Linked DNA regions of Danio rerio: region 1 is linked to region 2. Evidence: chromatin contacts called from public HiChIP or PLAC-seq data. All regions are on one chromosome and are shown on one strand. The core of a region is the stretch at or near the end of the contact, and the rest is flanking DNA. Distances in the headings are between cores, read along the strand shown.

Region 1 (4,083 bases), core at 267-2,766, 200 kb after region 2:
TGTTTTAAAGAGCGTTTTCTCCTCTATTCCTTTTGCGTCTGCAGCGTAATTTTATTAGCATTTCTGTCCTCTTCCAGCTCCCCATGGTGTGAATTCCCTTCACCATACACAGACTGCATGCTGCATTATCGTCACCTTGAAATTTCATCTGCTATTTTCCAATTAAAAGCTTAATAGCCCTGGAAACGGAGTTCATGTGGTGAAGTTTACCGTGGCCCCCAGTTCTCAAAGTTGTGCTGCCGGGATCCCATTACGTGCTTGAATAAACCCATTTAGGAACAGAAACGGGACTCGAGGGTGCCCGGTGTTGAGTTTCACTGGACTTTAAAAGCGATGGGCATCATTTTAAGAAAGGTGTGCTGCAATTTACACCCTACACCCCCGCATTTAAAGCCTTTGCATGTTTACTGTGAGCACAACAGCAAATAGGCCTGTTTAATGTAGATGACATTGCCCAGTTCACTTCATTCAATATTTATTATTATTTATTATTATGAGATCCTTCAAGAACTAATTTAAAGTCAAAATCATATTGCTCAATTAACTCGTGCTGCATGTCGCACCATTCAACATTTTTTTTTTCATGGGAATAAGTGGAGTTCATTCAAATGCAAACCACCATATTATTGTCGCCTGTGTTTAATTCGAATTCGCAGCGTGTGGTTAAACTAAATACCTAAGTGGTCGCATGGTTTTGGTGAAAAGCGCACAGCAGTTATGGGAACTCATTTCTACATTCCCAGTCAATTCTTCAAATTACTCCAGTCATAAGGACCTCATGCTTCGTATGTTGGCAAATCGATGTGATGTGGTTCAAACAACCGGTCAAAATGATGAAGTTTATTTCATCTTGATGTTCATTAATAAGTTTATTTTATATAATTGTTAATTATTTCGAATACGCGTTTAAATACAAACACGGCTACACATTTTGTGAATTAAATTAGAGTTATGAATAATGCGATTTTTTAGCCTATTTTTTTATTTAGTTTCTGGTCTAAATTCTGTATGAAGTTGAATTATGATATCTTAACGAAATATTAAATTACACTAACGATTTGTTGATGTAGCCTACCATCCTATACAGATGCCAACTGAGTGCCAACAGTTGCTATCGACGTGCGTCTGTTTAATCTTTTATCTAATTAATCAGTTTGTGCTATTTGACTTGAACTTCTGTAGTTAAACACTAACTGAAAACGCAAATTAAACATTACTGATACATGTAAACACGATACCTAGGCCTACCTTGTAGACCCAATTGTTTTTATACTGTTTCATATATTATATTATATTATATTATATTATATTATATTATAATATATTATTATTGACAGGAATAATCCGAATTTGTATTTTGTAATTTCCATACTGCAAACAAGCTATCAGTAATTGTAGGCTTTGTAAAAGGTTGCATATCGGCAAGATCCCTAAATATATTTAAGAAAAAAAACGAGCCTTCCTCCCTCCATCCAGTGTCAGGGGGATGTAAATGGCTCGTGACAGTGATGTGAGGAATAGAAGTTACTCGTTAGTGCGTGTCAGATCGCCCGATGCACTTCTTTATTGCGGGGCGAAAGGTGGATCCTCGTCTTAAAGAGTCAACACCTCTCATCAGGAGTGTATCGAGCAGCCGAGGGGCTTGATCTTGACAGCACTCTTTCTCTACACCTTATCTGATGCACTTGCGCCTCTGGCACCTTTGGAAACCACTTGAGAAATGAATGGCTACGGATCGCCCTACCTCTACATGGGGGGCCCGGTGTCCCAGCCGAGAGCGCCCCTCCAGAGGACCCCCAAGTGTGCGCGCTGCAGGAACCACGGGGTGCTGTCCTGGCTGAAAGGGCACAAGCGCTACTGCCGATTTAAGGACTGCACTTGTGAGAAATGTATTCTGATAATCGAGCGGCAGCGGGTGATGGCAGCTCAGGTGGCGCTGAGGAGGCAGCAGGCGAACGAGAGTTTGGAGAGTTTGATCCCGGAGTCTCTGAGAGCGCTGCCCGGCATCACGGTGAACAGCGGAGAGCAGAGCGCGAACCCGCGGGCCAGCGACATAGACCTGCGCTGGAGCACAGAGACCGGGACCCCCAAAACACCGCAAGGTAACCGCTTTCTCAGTATTTGAAAAAGTTTACTGATTGGAATTAAGTTTTAGCAACCCTGATGACGATGCGTTGTTTGCACACATCAATATTGTAACTGGTCCTTATTTACTTATTTAATAACTTACTTACAAATCTTATTTAACACATAATTGGATAAACGAGAACATTGGCTGGATTTTTAAACATTGACACTGGCAACTTTTACAACCTAATTAGTAAATTAATATGTTAATATATTACGAATAAAATAATAAAAATTATATTTAGGCTTGTCACAAATATTAAACAAAATAATATGCATTGGTTCCGAAAAAACATGATAATGGACAATGCGGACAGTTTGTTTTTTAGAACAAGCTATTGATAACGAAACTATAAATTCATCACAATAAACATATTATTTTGTTTACATTAAAATATTATGTTTTATATCATTTATGATAATGAATAGAAATTCCAGCAAAACACTTTTATTAGATCCACACTTTTTTCGATATTTAATATACTTGAGAATAAACATTCTGCATTTTACAGGAAAAGTTCTGAAATTCCAACTAAATTATTTTTTCATTAAATTATATATATATAATCCGTATATGTATATATATATACAACAATCCGACATTTTGCATTAAGAAACTGGTATCGGCTTATTTCGGTGAGATGATCTGAATGCTGGTCGTTTTAAATACTTTATTCTGCGACCGACAGTACATATTAGAGGTAATAGGCAAGGCCCTGATAATCATTTCGTGGCAAGTCAAATGCAAAGTAGGCGAAGTCCAAGCTGATGTAAAATGTTTCTAAAGTAATCAGTCTGCAAAACTGTAATTAAGTGGCATCGACGAAATATTTTCACTGCCACGACGTCAGCGCTTTTATACAAACAGCTAATAAAGTTGCCCATTATAAATCACAGGAGTGCTGACAGGTCAGTAACCTGAATGTTGCACTATAGTCTGCAGAAGCAGACAAAGTTTTACTAGTGTCAGAGTTTTAGCTGGACTTAAAGGCAATCACTTTAGCCATTTCTAAGAACTGTCGGCAAATGACCAGGCTTCAATAGATTTTAACTAATGTTAACTGACAGTTTTATAATTTTTAGAGGCCTACTATCTAAAGACATTAATTTTCAGAGAAACATGTTCAGATTATCTAAACAATCTACCAGAAACCATGTACAGTATACTTCTGTCCCGTTCATTCACTGCCAGTCTCTTATCATCCCTCCACAAGTCCAACTTGTCCCAGCCAGTTCGGGATTAGGTCAAATAAGTTTATATTTAACCCCATCAGATTGTATTATTGTTGTATATTAGTATGTTCATACAGTCATTGTGTGGGTGTGTGTTTTCCAGACCTAAGTGATGAGCTGTCCGGTGAGCAGTCTGGAGGAGAGAACGGTGGCAGTGACAGAGAACCAGAAGCAGTCAGCTCCCCAGAGGAGTCCAAACCCAACCTCTGCTGCACCCCTGACACCTCTGACCCATCTCCCCAGCTTGAGGAGTCCCGCTTTGGCCTGTCAAAATCCTGCTCTGACCCAGAACCCAAATCTGACAACCCTAAATACTCCCCTGAGCCCAACCTCCTCATCGAAGGCCTCTCTGGCTCTGTCTCTCTCCCTTTCAGCCTGAGAGCCAACCGACCCCCACTGGAGGTCCTGAAGAAGATCTTTCCTGCCCACAAACCAGCAGTCCTGGAGCTCATCCTGAAAGGCTGCGGTGGGGATCTGGTCGGAGCCATTGAGATCCTGCTCTCCAGCCGTTCCACAATGAAACCTGAAAAGATTCTGTCAGAGAGCTCAGATGCTCTGGTTCTTCCCTCAAACGGCCACCTCTTTGAGCATCCGCTCAGCTCCTACCCAGTCTCATCTTCCAAGTGGTCGGTCGGGTCGGCTTTTCGTGTTCCCGATTCCCTTCGCTTCTCCTCTGAGTCATCTGGTGGGGTCGTACCGGGCCCCCTGAGCATGCCACTACAG
Region 2 (3,710 bases), core at 513-3,012:
AACAATAACCGATAATGTGTATTTGTTGAACTCAAAGGCAGCAGATTTCTCTTGATTAAGCTGTTTTTTCTTCAGATAGTAAGATTGTTTTTCTCCATGAGTAAACTGTCTGTCGGGAACTCGTCACGTGCTGATAGATCACATGCTCTTACGTGTTCACCGGGGCGGGATCAACAGATCTATAGGCAATAATCTCGACCAATGAGAAATTCAGGAATTTGCCTTCAGATGCGCTATAAAACTTGTGGCCCCTCACAGCGACTCACAATATTTTCTCCTGGATTCGGGACAACGCGGTGAGTCAGGAGTTTTTACAGCTTTCTGGAACATTGTTCTGCTGTTTAAACATTTGAATATAAAAACGCCTTTACCGAGCCTTTAATGTGGTTTTGTTGAATGAATCTTTGTTTGGGTCAAGATTTATTTTGCTTTATTTACAGAACATGAGCTTGTTTGGGTCTTTCTCTTATTGAGGCTCTTGCAAAATATGTTTCGTGATCAACGTTATTTCTTCCGTCGACGCACGGCTTTAACGTTACCTTCTTTACTAATGATTTAGCGTTTTCTGCTATAACAGTGGATTTTGAAATCGTTTCAATAGTTTCTTTTTCGATTTCCGTGGCCTGGTTTCGGTCTTTGTTTTCTTTTCCTGGGAAGCTGTGGGCTGCGACCGGCCAGATCCCGTGACTGCAGCAGATCAGACACACCAGGAACATTGTATTCTTTTCTGTTCCCAGACCAGTGTTTCTGTCTTGAGGCCCGCGTAAACAAACGTATTTTTAGACTAAGTTATATACAGATGTACGTTATTTGTTAATCTCTGTTAGGTGTTGTACGTTTTTAATAAATTATTAATGATTAATTCGTCCTCTCCCTTTTAGGTTATCGCTGTTTTTAGTGCTGTCCATAATTGTTAATTATCACTGTCTAGCTGTGGTTCTTTGCACGGTGTAAACAAATATCGAAGCTGTAATCTGATCTCACGACGTTAGAAACGTATACCAGTTCTTTTAAATATACATATGCCTTTAATTATACATTGGGAAATCGACTGACCGAGGAATTGGTCTATAAAATGACGTAAAATTTTAAATAAATTCAACCTGCTTGAGGAATTTTATCTTAAACCTTTTAAAAACGTTCACGCAACATTTAAGATTTTACGTGTTGCCTGTTTCTGTCCCCATGACAAAACAGGCTTGATTAAATCATATTGTCTAAAATGTTGATGACCATGTAGATCAACATAGTCGAATATGTTTGTTTACTGCTATGAGGGTTGAATTAGTTTTTTCTGCTTTATTTATTGGAAACTGGCAAAATAATCACACATTATTTTAATCTAAAGTGACCATAAATGCATTTGTTACAAACCTACAGGTTTCAAACACTTATGTAATTGAACACTGCAAAGTAGCATTTTATTGTAATTTCCTCAAATTTGAAGCACAAAAAACAACAACTTGACACTATTATATTTATAGTATTTAGTTAAAACGATTATTAAATAATGGCCGAGCACCAGTGAGCAAATCAGCATATTAATATGACTTCCATTGTGTCTTCATTTGTCACAGAAGACCAACAATTGAGCATTTTTAAAAATTGAATAAATGATAAAATAAGATGATTTAAAACCATAAGGGTAGCAAAAAAGTAAACCGGATGTTTGACATGATCTCTTTGCATGTGTTTTGTTGTTTTTAAATTTCATGGTCACTTGTTGCAACATGTCTGACCTGTTGTTGTTTTTCCCCCCAGTGTTTTCATCATGAGGGTGTTCTTGGCTGCTTTTACCTTGTGCCTCAGCGCTGTGTTCGCTGCTCCTACTTTAGACCAGCAATTAAATGATCATTGGGATCAGTGGAAGAAATGGCACAGTAAAAAATACCATGCAGTGAGTGTCTAAAGCTCATCGTTTATTTCCAGTTTACATCCATTGAATGAAGAACTGTGTTGAACATTTTGCTTTCTCTTAACACAGACAGAGGAAGGGTGGAGAAGGATAATCTGGGAGAAAAACTTGAAAAAGATTGAAATGCACAATCTGGAGCACTCCATGGGCATACACACCTACAGACTCGGAATGAACCACTTTGGAGACATGGTATGATTGCAAAAGTTGTTTGTATAAGGCGTTTGCATATTGATTTTATGAAATTCCTTCAGAATTTTAGCTAAATTTTTCTGTGTCTGCAGACTCACGAGGAGTTCAGACAGGTGATGAATGGTTTCAAACACAAGAAAGACAGACGATTCAGAGGATCCCTGTTCATGGAGCCCAACTTCATTGAGGTCCCAAACAAGCTGGACTGGAGAGAGAAGGGATATGTGACTCCTGTGAAAGATCAGGTGAGACAAAAATGATGTGCCTTTTTTAATATGAACCATAACTCTAGAAAACAAAAAAACTGGTCGTTCCAGTTTGGAAGTTTGATGTAAATTCTGCTTGTAATGTATGTAAACCATATACTCTGACAAGGCTTGAGCTAGGGATTCAGTGTTTGTTTAAACAAATGCTTTTGATTTTAAATACAATGGCCCCCATTTTGCACAACAACATTCAATGTTCTGTAGCCTTTAGTTGAGGAATTATTCTTTTAATTTAAGGCTTAGGGGCAAGATAATGAATGCTACCTCTCAGTATACTTTAATGAAATAAAAGTTGAAGGAAAACTAAAACGGGTTATTGAAATATCGGTACCCTCAGTTTCTGTAAAGCAAAATATGTTATGATGACTAGTATGTGTCACGCTATGTATAACTGTGTATAACATGACGCTTCCATGTTTAGAAATCAGATTTCTAAAATTAGTCTAAATTAAATATCCAAATGTAACCCTGGTTCTTCAGCTAATAAAAAATACTTTGTTTACTTTAGCTTAATTTAAACCTTTGTTTTGTCTCATTTGAGAATTTATAGTTCATTTAGAAATAAACTTGCTGCCATTATTTACTCAACACTTTCCAAACCTGTTTGCATTTCTTTGTTCTATTGAATGCAAAGATATTTGAAAAGTTTTAGAAACCATTCGCTTTATAGTATTTATCTTGCTACTATGTATGAAAGCCAAATGGCCTTGAAACGGTTTCCCAAAACAGGCCATCTCTTTGAAAGTCACCGAATGTTTAATTCCTTCTGAGGACTTGAAACCCACTATCAATTTGTACAAAACCGAAACATGGCAAAGGGATTGGGACATCTGCACCAACAATAAATTGCGTGAAATTAACCTTAAAATAAATAAATAGACATTTAGCAAATTCTATTTAATAATTTTGAGACCAAGCATGATCAGAAGGTCTATACCAGATGTCAAATTGGACCTTCTAGGTTGACTTTTTTTTTTTTTTTTTTTTTTTTTTTTTTTTTTTTTTTTTTTTTTTTTTTAATTAATAATGAAGAATCACCTAAATGTAATTACTGCCAGACTGCTCTTACCATAAAACCCGTTTTGTTGGAAAGTAGAAGTTTAAATTCCATCAGACAAAGTTTTTATAAGGAGAGTACTTTGATGGACATTTTTAGAAAGGTACCACCAGGAAGAGATTTAAATTATCAAAAATAGACTTGAAAAATCATATTTAACTTTAAAAATATCTTTGAATTTTATCTATTTATAATTAATATATTTGTCAGTAACTTTTTTTTTTTCCCCACGAATTTGCTTTCATGTATTATGTATATCCATTTTGCAAAGAAATAGCCA

What was found. HiChIP or PLAC-seq counts read pairs in DNA pulled down with a chosen protein or histone mark.
Region 1: an H3K4me3 HiChIP or PLAC-seq map of gastrula embryo shows a contact between it and region 2, with 2.6 times the contacts expected there. The contact joins the promoter of dmrt3a here to the promoter of ctsla in region 2. A contact is called at or near these places in 2 of 4 datasets of contacts at active chromatin or transcription factors (embryo and gastrula embryo).

The regions. Positions count from the first base shown.
Region 1 is chr5:45,883,204-45,887,286 of GRCz12tu, forward strand. It overlaps dmrt3a (doublesex and mab-3 related transcription factor 3a), which reads left to right and starts at 1,517. Exons shown (of 2, transcript NM_001005779.2): 1 at 1,517-2,102; 2 at 3,464-4,083. The coding sequence starts at 1,721. All of the region lies in intron 2 of LOC141385595 (a long non-coding RNA gene), which reads right to left. It also overlaps a transcript of dmrt1 not described here.
Region 2 is chr5:45,686,627-45,690,336 of GRCz12tu, forward strand. It overlaps ctsla (cathepsin La), which reads left to right and starts at 1,763. Exons shown (of 7, transcript NM_212584.1): 1 at 1,763-1,897; 2 at 1,985-2,107; 3 at 2,200-2,352. The coding sequence starts at 1,772.